Linked DNA regions of Zea mays: all the other regions are linked to region 2. The links are chromatin contacts, called in public Hi-C maps. All regions are on one chromosome and are shown on one strand. The core of a region is the stretch at or near the end of the contact, and the rest is flanking DNA. Distances in the headings are between cores, read along the strand shown.

Region 1 (4,046 bases), core at 993-3,492, 580 kb after region 2:
GTAACTAAATTTTCTTCCATTGAACCATCTTCACTGATCTTACCTTCTGCATTTAAATTATGATCACGTTCATGATCATGGTCCTGTTGCGTATGATCATCAGCAGGATCAGATTCCTGCCCTTCAACTTCGTTCACATCAATATTAAAGAACTTATGTAAAGCGCCCTTTTGCGATTCAACCAATTGATCTTCATGTTTTCTCTTTTTTTCTTTTTTGATAACTTGACAATGATTTCTTAGGCAACATCTAAGACCTAATCAGAAAAGCAAATAATTAAAATTTTAAAGAACACGTATCATGTATGACATGTGCACTAAAAATATTTTTTAAACATCTAATCTAAGCGGCTAGTACGCTACATAATATGAAGCGGTGTAAGGAAATCACCAAATCAGTAAATTAAATCACCTATTCACCTAGATTGTGTCGCTATGGAAGATGACGGATCGACTCGGCTGCTCGTCGCTTGGGCGGCTTGGCCTGTGGCCTCTTGGTTGGCTGGTTGCAGACTTGCAGGTTGCCGATGGCCGGAAGTCGAGAGCCTGGCGGAGTGGCGGCGGCGGCTGGTGTCCAACTGTCCTGGCTGATCGTGCGTCTCAGCGTCTAGCCCTGAACTCCTGTGCGGCGCATCTAGACAAGTAGACGTTCTGGTTCCTGGACTCCTATAGTCCTGCGCATTGTGCATGGAGACGTAGAGCCTAGCTCTTGGGCTTCTAGGGACAAACAGCATGCCAGCCTACATCCTTACCCCTACTACATATTAGATATTGGGCCCCTGTCTTTTTTGGCCCCCCCGGCGGTCGCCTTCGGTGCATGGGCCTTGGGCCGGCTCTACCTAAAGGTTTGAGGGCTCATGGAGGGTCTTGGGTGGCCTTGACAATAAGTCCAAAAGCTCCATGAAGTCTAGGACACCTCGGGGCCATGGCCCCCAAATTTTAGTTTGTTTTTACAAATGGTGAGGGTCGGAACAACCTTATAATTTTGAGCGGCCATGATATCAAGTTGCTCGGTGTTGGGGAGAAGACTTTGCCGAAGGTCCTTAGGTAACGAAACTCGATGTTTTAATTAGGTTTCAAGAGGCAGGTTCCACATGTTTTGATTGTCTACTTTGTTAAGATGGAGAAAGAAGCGAGGCTTCGTCGGCATGAAGGAAATGAAGCTTCGATACCTGCTTCATGAAGTGACAAGAGAGGTAAATCTTTGTTTGACTTGAGCAACAAAAAGACGAAGGAGCTCAAGAAGACGTACACAACACGTCTTGTGGGAGAAAGGACAAAAACACCCTCCACTACTACTATAGATCCCATTTATAGGAATGTGGCATTACTGTAATTTTATACAAAGGTGTATAAAGTCGCACTTGTATAAATAGGTGAACAATAACCATGCACACAACACTTTTTAGCAATCCACATACTCCCACTACCTTCGAAGGGCTTAGCCTATTCACCTTCGGATAGCCTACGTTCGTTCCGAATGTATCTTGTAATGAAACTTATATGATAAAGGAAACGAATGATTTTGGTTATGATGTTATTCCCTTTGCCAATCCCATTTACATTTGAATTATACATTTACCTTCTTCATCGTATTTTCCTTCTTCTCTTGCCTTCTTGCATTCATCGGTAATTGTGTTACCCTGTTATGGTTTTCCACGAGAGCTTTAACATGTGACCAACACTGGTACGAACACAAGTCATATAATAACTGAACTCTTTATAATTTCTTTTATTAAGGTTCTTGAAAAACATCTTGGAAGTGTAGAAAATGTTTTTTAATACAATGATATATGCCACATGTTTGCTGAAAGGCAACTTTTCAATTTTTGAACATTTTTGTTATATACTTTCTCTGTTCCAATTTATAATTCGTTTGACTTTTTTTATCTAAGTTGACTGGCTCGTCTTATTAATTTTTTTCATAATTATTGTTAATTTTTACTATGATATTGTTTATCATATAATATATTTTAAATATGGCTTTGAATTTTTCATTTGTTCAAGAAAATTTGAATAAGACGGGCCAGTTAAACTTAGCACAAAAAAGTTAAACGAATTATAATATAAAAGAGAGGGAGTAAATAAAATACATCATAGACATGCAATCCGCCAATCCGTAGCTGAGCCCTATAGCCCGCTAGAAATTGGGCCGGGCCGCCAATCCGTAGCTGAGCCCTATCGCCATACCCGTGGTCTAGTAGCCCATGTTAGCTCATCGTCTTCTTCAATCTACCCGCCCAAATTGGACGTGCCCTCCAGAATACCAAATTCCCCGACCTTCGCCGAGCTTCTCCAACGCTCCAGCGGTTGATGTCCGTCCCACCGCGGCTCTCCGTCGATTTCTACGATGACGACGTAAGCGCCCCAACCCCCCCAAACCTCTCCGCCTCGGCTCGTCGCGCCCCGCTCACGTAACCCTAACCGCAGGGCTTCGACTGGGAGGCCGCCGTGCAGGAGATCGACAGAGCCTGCGCCTTCGCGTCGGCCTCCGCCCCCGCTCCCGCTCCCGCCCCCGCCCCCACTCCGGCGCCGGTGCATCATCCGCTGCCGCCGCGGCCCCCCGAGCCATCGGCATCGGCGCCGCTTCACAGGCCACCGGCGGCGGGCGGCGGCACGGCGCGGCAGTCGACGCTCGACCGCTTCGTCGACTCATTTACCAAGAGGCGACTAGAGAAAGAGAGGCCCGCTCCAGCGCCCGTGCAGGCGGCGTCGTGGGGCGTGGGGGTGGAGCCAGTCGGCGGCGGCCTAGGGCGGCCGGGTGTCCGCGCGGGCGAGGGATGTTCGGGACAGGCGAACGAGAGAGCTGTGGAGGACCGGTTCATCGAATCCTTCACCAGGAGGCAGCAGGAGAAGGAGAGGGCTGCGTCGGAGGTGGCACCGGCACTGGCTGGTGGTCAGGGGCGCCCTGCAGCTCGTGCTGGCAAGGGATGCTCGGGTCGGGGCAATCGTGCTGGCAAGGGATGCTCTCGTCGGCCCAGTATGGAGATTGAGTATGGTCTCTGCGCTGTCTCCCTGGACCACGAGGCTGTCAAGACATGGATCTATCCAAGTGAGGGGGTTTGAGTTTCTACAGCATTTTGCCAATAACTGTTCTTTGTTCTGGTTTTCATGCTGGGATTCAGCTTATGGGTGGAGTTGTCTTGGAAAATAGACATCTTTAGTGAATGCTGGCACTTTATTAGTTAATAATGGCAGCCATCTTGCTTGAGGATACATTCCAGCAGTTCTTGCTGGTACTGAAGTGTACAAGATGCTTGGGAATGCGGAAACTGACTCTAAACTTTGTTTTGTTAAGCACTTGAGCAGCCATATTAGGTAGACGATTGCATCAGGAAATCAAGCAAAAAACTATAACATAAGGATAAGTGGTTTAGTTTGCTGGAGTAGCACTGCACCCATAGAAGCATGCACCTCTTTTAGTTGAAGCAGATAGAGATGGACTAGGAGCTTGTCCACCCTTTGCAATATGTTTTTGTTGTATCAAACAAATGTCATTTTTGAGGATGTTATTGTTGCAACTTCTTAGCTTGGTTATTTGGATTTTGGGATATCTTGGCTTGATTATTCATGTCTTTAGAATGCAGGTTTTACTAGGCCTTCACATGAGTTCCCGAACCACTGTCAGGGTTTCCACTTTTAGTTGCAGATTAAGTATTGAGTGCACTGTGGTTGTCGTATTCTTTAGTACAACTGGATTACATGTTTGTTGCTCACATGGTTGATTCTATTGCTCCGCCCATTGCATCTGCTAACAACTGTTAAATTGCACTATTTTAGTATAGTGGTATGAGATGGATATATGCATTCTACTAAATGATATCTTGATTGTGAATTGTTAATGCGCAACACTTCAATTTTTTCCAGTTTCTTTTATCTGTTGAAGGAAATCCTTGATTTTTTAGCAGTAGCTGCCTAAACACCATAGGGAAACACCCAGATTTCAACATGGATGCACAAAGTTTCATTCCTCAGATGCAAATGACTAGACGACATTAAGCGATTTGGAAAATAGACAATGGAAAATTCCTGTCAAAGTTTCTGTTT
Region 2 (3,975 bases), core at 1,264-3,763:
AAGAGAGAGGCAAATAAAGGGACCAGATCCAACTAAAAGCTGCCACGAGTGTCGGAGATCCATCCGTCACCCCTGTGTGTGCAGTGACATATATATAGCCCGTGTGCTAATATATAATCCACAATATACGACGCCCTTTAATTAATTTTTCCGATAGTCGATACGCGAGTCTTGATGTTCAAATACCTATGGTGTGTGTAGACCAGATTGGCTTACGTGATTTAGGGTGTGTTTGGCATGGCTCTGCTCCATCCCAGAGCAGCTCTACTCTAAAACTCTGGGTGGAGCAGCTCTACTCCAGAGTTTAGATTGTTTCTCATAACCAGTGGCAATGGCGGGTAAATAACTCAAAACTCCATGACTAGGTTGTTTTTTTGGAGTTTTCAGAGCAGCAAAAGAGGTACTCCAAAAAATTGTACTGCAGCTCCAAAAACTCCATAGAGTTTACAACTCTGGAGTTAGGGTGTTTGGCATGCTCTGGTCAGCTCCTCCTTGGAGTTTTGCTCTGGAGCCATGCCAAACAGGCCCTTAGAATGGCTCTGGGAGTATCTACCAAGCATAGCTAGTATATAGTATGTACCTTTCTGTTGGACGATGATGATGTTCAGCCACAGTGGTAGTGCCCTAATTCCCACCTTCAGTGACAGGTGTCCCTGTAGGTGTGTGATTTTTCAACCATAAAGTGCTTTGCAGAAAATAAAGCACTAGGGAGGGATGCATGGCAGGCACTACTCACCATCTCCACTCTTTTTCCCCCCTTCCTCTCATGCTCTTTCTCTCTCCCCTCTCTCTCTCTCTCTCTCTTCTTTGTTGGGTGCACTCCACACTCACTCACCAGGCGTTGCGCTTGTCTCCGGTCTCATGATGAATCTAATCCTCTCATCAATTGCAGAAAAAAGGTGAGCAAGAACACACAGACACTTGCTCCAGACTTCAACGCCACTTGTTCTAGTAGTGATCTGGTCAATCTAGTGATTCTCTCTCATGTCTCTAAATGTGTGTTTCAACTCTTCATAATCTTTTGGTTAGCTAGCTTAGCTAAGAATGAAGAGAAATATATGTATGTGTGTGTGTGTGTCTGCTTTTCCTGTCGCAGAGGATCAGACCATGATGAATTTGGTGGTTAGTTAGCTAGCTCTTTCACTTGTCTTATAGGTAATGCACAGGAAACTGAAACAACGCATAATAAGAGACATGCAACGCAAAGCCTTTTGCTGAGGCCAACAAGGAAAGGAAGGTAGCGTAAAGCACGAGAGAGACTCACCATTTGCGAGGTCGAGCATGAAGTCGGCCGGGTTGACGTGGAAGCCCGGCGCGAAGCCGACGGAGGCGAAGTAGTCCATGGCGTCGCGGCCGGCGCCGAAGTAGAGGCAGCTGCCCTCGGCGAGCAGCAGCACGGAGTCGAACATGCGGTAGACGCGGGAGGAGGGCTGGTGCACGGACAGGACGACGGTGCGTCCCTTCCTTGCCAGCGCCGACAGCGTCGCCACGAGGCGCGCCGCGGCGGTGGAGTCCAGCCCCGACGTGGGCTCGTCGAGGACCAGCAGGCTCGGGTTCACCAGCAGCTCGTGCCCGATGCTGACGCGCTTGCGCTCCCCCCCGGACACGCCGCGCACGAAGGCGTTCCCGACGACGGTGTCGGCGCACGCCGCGAGGCCCAGCTCCGCGATCACGGCCTCGGCCGCGGCGGCCTTGGCGGACGCCGGCGCGGACCGCGGGAGGCGCAGCATGGCGCAGAAGGCCAGCGTCTCGCGCACCGTCAGGTGCGGGTGCAGCACGTCGTCCTGCGCCACGAACCCCGTGCGGCGCTGCACGGCGCGGCACGGAGGGCGCCCGCCCGCCAGGACCGTCCCGCTGTGGCGGCCCGCCAGCCGGCCCCCCAGGATGGACAGCAGCGTCGACTTGCCGCTCCCCGATGGGCCCAGCACCGCTAGCACCTCCCCCGGACGCGCCTCGCCGGTGATCCCCTTGAGGATCGTCCGCTCCTCCGCCGTCGCGGGGGCGCCGGGACCCGAGTGTGATATCCGGCCGCCCGGCGGCGCCTTGGACGCCGACCGCTCCGTCTGCTTGACGCGGTACGACACGTCGATGAACTGGAGACAACCGACAAATCGGTGTGTTAATTTGGATTCAATTCCTTTGGAAGCAGGTATATATAGCCGTCGTCTCCTATAGTCCTCTAGCCTCCTAGGTCGTCGCAGGCACCACCTACCTGGAGGTCGAGCGGCGTGCAGACGGTGGTCAAGAAGCAGTCCATCTTGGACGCCGCAGGGGCCGTCGTGGCGAGGGCGCCGCCGCCGCCGCTTCCGTGCACGTCCTCGGCGTTAGGAGGCATTGTACGTACGTGGCCGCTAGTATCGAACAAAGCACAAGATGCTCCAGCAGCTTATATAGAACGCAGCAGGATTGGGTGGTGTGGATGGGACTGGCCAGGGGTGCAAGGTGGCCGCTTGCGATAGAGAGAGAGAACTTGAGGGGAGGCCGGGGCAGCTTATTAGCAGAGTGATGAGGAGGAAGGGGACGGCGAGGCGGGGCGCGGTTTATATGGAGGCGGCCATGCGGGTGGTGGTGAGGTCCACGTCACGGTTAGTGGGGGAGAGGGGGCACGTGGCGGGAGCCCGGGAGGGCGCGGCGAGTGGGGCGGCGGGCCCACCGGCGGAGGACGGAACGGAGCGGAGCCGCTTTTGGACCCACCAGCTGGTCCATCCGTGTGTGACACCGGTCGTCCGGACTCCGGACGTTCCATCCTTGTGTGACACCGGTCGTCCGGTCCGGGAAAGATGCGATGCAATGCAACGGCGGGAGAGGACGGGCAGCTAGAGAGGTGTACACGTTTGCTACTCCTACACCAGCAGGGGGCGGGCTGGCTGCCTGGGTTGGGGAAGGAAGGCCACACGAAACTGTGGCGGCGTAGTGGGGCGGCATGTGCACAAGCACAGCGTACAGCAGAGACTCCCCCGTCCCAACCGCGCTGCCTGCTCCTTCCCTGCCGTTAAAACAAAAGATAATTGGTGATCTGCTATAACCTAACGTTACTTCAAAACTATTTTTTAATAATTCATAAAAAACAGTATCAGACGATTACGATTCCCTATTGCGTTTCCTGTAAAAATGTGCTGTGCGTGTGATTTACTCTAATCAAATAGGAGTGCTTATTTCACATAATAATAAATATTAGGGATCTAATCTTTATTTAAATCTTTGGTCGATCGAACTAGTAATAACTAATAAGCACTCGATCCCTACCTCCGTAGAGGAAATAGTGCAACAATTCTCGTTCCTCTGTGGGTCAAACAAATTTAAGTTCAATTAAATTAATGTAAAAACGAATCGATAATTATCCATGAAATATATTTTTATAGTACTAAATATTATTTTTGGTACACCCGATACAGTTCAAAGCAAACTGGCATGTCTATAAGGCTTAACATCGTGTAATTTTTTTTGACGCAATATGGATATATATCGTCTGCTGGTTTCTCGGTACTTGCATGACACCACACCACCAACGGCCGGTCAAAAGAAAACTAGAGGTGCATGCTACTACTGCCTAATCTAGTGCCGACTACACACACAGAAACTCACAGTGACCGTGGATCGATAAGCTGATAACGTCAGCGTCGCCGCTCTCCCACGCACCCATGTATATGTATATATAGGCCGTGCGTTTGGCGCATGCAGAAGGCCGGTTCGTTCCAGCAGCTCGCATTGCCATTCTCGTGTGTGCTGGCTGCCAGTGCAATGCAAGCTACTCCTCCTGTACAAGGCTACAACACCATCAGCCGCATCAGCGACGTGGAGTACGACGGATAGGCATGCCTACGTTGCAGACTCGGAGGCAGGAATGGAGGATGGCCATGCAGTCATATCATCGAGGTCGTAGGCTATATATATAAATATATATAGCTCGTAGTCGTAGGAGTAGCTACCACTGTACCGCTAGCTCCTTGCGTTTCTACCGTCAGTAGGTCAAGT
Region 3 (4,119 bases), core at 643-3,142, 820 kb after region 2:
ATCGTACACACCTATTGCGCATTTAACTAGAAACTAACTAAAAAGGGAAGAAAAGTACCATTTGAAAGAAAGAAACATTTGGAATTCGTAAGGATTATTAGGTATAACAAATTAGCAATTTTGGCTCGTACAACTACGTCAACATGCCAAACACATGTTTTTATTTTCCATCATTTTATGATGTTATGCTTGTTCACATGACTGCTCCAGTTAATTGATCTTCTATTTCATACCTATGCATATATATGACACCAAGATTATATTCTAATTCAGAGCACAGTTACAACAACATTACAATAAGAATATATCACACATGTATTAGGGCATGTTTGGTTTCTTTAGTCCAAGGACTAAAGTTTAATTAGGGGACTAAAATTTAGTCATTATCCTATTTGGTTGTAGCAGCTAAAAGTATTTAGAGCACATTAAATAAATAATAAGAAGACCAAAATACCACCCATTCTCTCTCAATTAGTGGAACTAAAATAATTAAGGGGCAAAAAGTGAAATTAATATGGTTTAGTCTCATTTAGTCACCCTTTGATGGACTAGAGACTAAACTAGTTTAGTTCTTATTTTAGTCCCACCGTTTGATATTTATCGTGAGTTTGGTTGCCTGTATTTGCTGGTGCCTGCATCGCGGGATATAATGAGCTAGTGTTTGTTTGTTGTCAACGAGGATCTACGCGTGCGAGGTGTGTGTTTGGTTACATGCATGCAGATGTAGAGCGAGGCTTGTACGATACTCAAAGCACCCTGGGTCAGGGTCTGCAGGCGCGAGCAAATTGGTCGCATCTTTGAAACCAGGCTCCCGCGCGGCCTGGCTCATGCAACAAGGCTACAGGGAGAAGCCAACCAAACAGGCCTTAAAGACTAAATGAGAATAAAATAAAAGAACTAATCTTTAGTCACTCAAACCAAACAGAGACTAAATATTCGATAAAGTTTTAAGACACAACAATTACATAAAAACAAATTATATATATATATATATATATAATATATAGTCATGTACTCTTAGCCGGCATATAAGTTTTACCTTATCTCTAGTTTGTAGACGAGATGGATGAAGGAAACATCTTATACGAGACGCCGGACGACTATTAAAATTAGTGATTTATATTAGTAGAGATAAAGGTTGGGAAAACCAAAAATAACAGAAGAGGCCGTGGTAGGTTTCATCTCAAAATATGTGATCATTATTTGCAGCATTAATATCTGATTAGGACTAGCTAAAATTATACACCACTACTATACGATCAATTATTAAGCATGCCGTCCGCGTCTACCAGCCTAGCCTGTAGCTGCAGCTGGGTACAGTCCCAGCGTACAGCTAGCAAGCTCCCTTCCCCAGAACAAACTGGAATAAAAGCAGCATGGGAGGAAGGATGGTGACCATCAAATGGAAAAAAATTAATAAAAAAACACAAAGAAAAAACTGCATAAAAGTGTCTGAATTTTAGATAATTTGAGTCAACACGCATGTATAACCTAATTAGTATGAAATGTTGCTTTTATGATTTGTCTTTGTATTATAACAAATCATTTTTTTTTGTCTTTGCTTAACTATACAAATATTTTTTTTATTATTATCGTGCCAACACGTAATTAGATTTGTTAGGTTTATAATGTTGTCTTATAAATTCTTTATTCTCGAAACTACAAATTACAGACTATATCTATATAAAATACAATAAATCGTATATGTAATTTTAGTATTAAAAATATATAATAACTATTATCTGAAAAAAACTAAAATCCATATACCTGAATTTAGCAAAATCCCAACGGAAATAGGACAACGGGCACTCAAGTGAAGCGCACCTACCTACCTACCTACCTACACCTACCAAATACAGGCAGCGCCCCTCCCCTCCTCTCCCCTCGCTGCGGCTCTGCTTCGCAGCCAACCAACCACTCGACCGGGTGGTCCACCTCCCACCCCATCACACCACCACACCAACTCGGTCAAATGCATGGGCACGGGGCCATGGCTCACTCACAGGGATCCGGGTCAATGGGGCGGGCACCCTCGGCCCTCGCTCCTCCACGCTCTCCACCTCGACCCCTCTTTCGTATAAAACCAACCACTCCTCCCCCGCTCCTCCCCGGCTCCTTGCCTTTGTTCTGTTCTCCATTCGCGAAAGGCTCGCAGCAAAACCACGCCATCGATCGCCGCCACCAGTCCAGCATCCTCCGATCGACTACGTACTCCCACCCACTCCGGCAGCAGCGAGGCCTCTCTGTCTGTGCGCGGCGTGGCTGTCGTCGATCTCTGCCTGGCGGGCGGCCGGCATGGGGAGGTCCCCGTGCTGCGAGCAGGCGCACACCAACAAGGGCGCGTGGACCAAGGAGGAGGACCAGCGCCTCGTCGCCTACATCAAGGCCCACGGCGAGGGCTGCTGGAGATCGCTACCAAAAGCCGCAGGTGCGTAGGATGCGGATCAAGATATATGCATGCCATGCTTGTATGTTTCCAAGATGGGGTGAGTTTGATAGATGTGCGGGGCGGATGGACGGCTGTGCAGGTCTGCTGCGCTGCGGGAAGAGCTGCCGGCTGCGGTGGATCAACTACCTGCGCCCGGACCTCAAGCGCGGCAACTTCACCGAGGAGGAGGATGACCTCATCATCAAGTTCCACGAGCTCTTCGGCAACAAGTAGGCTGCCATGCCATGCATGTCCATAGAGATGAAATTAAAAAAAGAAGAACCGTTCCTGATCGCGTATGTGTATGCAGGTGGTCGCTCATCGCCGGGAGGCTGCCGGGCAGGACGGACAACGAGATCAAGAACTACTGGAACACGCACATCAAGCGCAAGCTCCTCGCCCGCGGCATGGACCCGCAGACGCACCGCCCGCTCGCCAGCGCGACCGCGGGGCAGCAGCATTACCAGCTGCAGGAGCCGCAGAAGCGAGCGGCCGGCGGCGGTCCAGCAGGCCATCCGCACCAGGACCACTTGGAGGTCGTCGTCATCTCGAACTCGCCGGACGAGGCCTACAGCCGTAGCAGCGACGACGAGCCGCGGTCCGCCACGCCGCCGCGGCGCCACCTCGACATCGACCTCAACCTGTCCATCAGCCTAGCGGCCTACCAGCCGCCGGAGGAAACCGGCATCATCAAGCAGCCACTGGTGATGAAGCAGGAGCAGGAAACGGCGGCGGGCGGCACCAATGCCGCGGCGGTGTGCCTGTGCCTCAACAGCCTCGGGTACCGGCCGGGCGTCGAGTGCGTCTGCGGCGACGGCAGCTCCTCCTCCTCCTCCTCGCACTCCCACTCCCACTCCCACCAATGGGCTCTGAATTTTTTACAGGCGGCGGCGCCCTGCTACAGAGGCCAATAGTGTAGTAAGAGCGATCAGTGACATCATTAAAATGGGAGCGTTATTACGATCGAGACTGAGGGTGAGGGAGGGGGGCAGAGCTGAGCAGGGATAGTAGTTAACTACAGCTAGTAGTAGTAGTAGTACGTAAAAGACACACATGCTTAGGCTTTAACAAGTCTCTGAAACACGCATCATGGGTTATGAGTTGTGCTCTCGTCTTGTCGTTTCAATTCGGAGGACAAAGTGATCATGCTATGCCCATGCCTCCTCAACAAATCATGCTTTAGAGTAGTTTGATCATCGATGATCTTCTTCCATCACCTATAGCTAGAGCAGATGTTCTCTTCTTGCGGCAAAAAAAAACCCCCCGCATCAGTAGTCATGTGCATGCATGGCTGATAATGGCCTGCCTTCTTCCTGCCTGAGATGCTGATGAAAAGCAAAGCGCAGTGACCACTTGGACGGTGCTTCGCTGGTGGCTATGGACAAGCCAGGTTACTGGATGTCTGCAGCCACACATGACCCACTTGGACGCGCGCTGCTCACAGAAACAGAAAAGCTGGGTGCCGGTTTTTGGCTTGGAAAAAGCTTGTCTAGCTTGTAGAGCGAGGGAAGGGGAACTGGGCATCGGAGCATGATGCATGCGAATGGGATTGATGAGATGAGAGATGCCCTTCCTTTCCTCTGGACTCTGTTGGTTGGTTAGGTACAGTAGGTAGGTAGGTACAAGGGGCGGAAGGGATGTGAATGCAAGGGATGAAAAGTGCCACGGAGCAGCGGCATGGATTGGTTGGG

What was found. A called contact is a pair of places that touch in the nucleus more often than the background predicts.
Region 1: a Hi-C map of bundle sheath shows a contact between it and region 2, with 4 times the contacts expected there. The contact joins the promoter of LOC103654570 here to the promoter of LOC100281598 in region 2. A contact is called at or near these places in 2 of 25 Hi-C or Micro-C datasets (bundle sheath and ear).
Region 3: a Hi-C map of ear shows a contact between it and region 2, with 2.9 times the contacts expected there. The contact joins the promoter of LOC100384270 here to the promoter of LOC100281598 in region 2. A contact is called at or near these places in 2 of 25 Hi-C or Micro-C datasets (ear and tassel).

Annotation. Positions count from the first base shown.
Region 1 is chr4:212,952,905-212,956,950 of Zm-B73-REFERENCE-NAM-5.0, forward strand. It overlaps LOC103654570 (DEAD/DEAH box RNA helicase family protein), which reads left to right and starts at 2,243. Exons shown (of 22, transcript XM_008681414.2): 1 at 2,243-2,357; 2 at 2,430-3,051. The coding sequence starts at 2,313.
Region 2 is chr4:212,373,376-212,377,350 of Zm-B73-REFERENCE-NAM-5.0, forward strand. It overlaps LOC100281598 (ATPase, coupled to transmembrane movement of substances), which reads right to left and starts at 2,514. Exons shown (of 3, transcript NM_001154517.3): 1 at 2,213-2,514; 2 at 1,265-2,093. The coding sequence starts at 2,335.
Region 3 is chr4:213,189,219-213,193,337 of Zm-B73-REFERENCE-NAM-5.0, forward strand. It overlaps LOC100384270, which reads left to right and starts at 1,893. Exons shown (of 3, transcript NM_001176835.1): 1 at 1,893-2,428; 2 at 2,529-2,658; 3 at 2,739-3,538. The coding sequence starts at 1,973. The coding sequence ends at 3,085.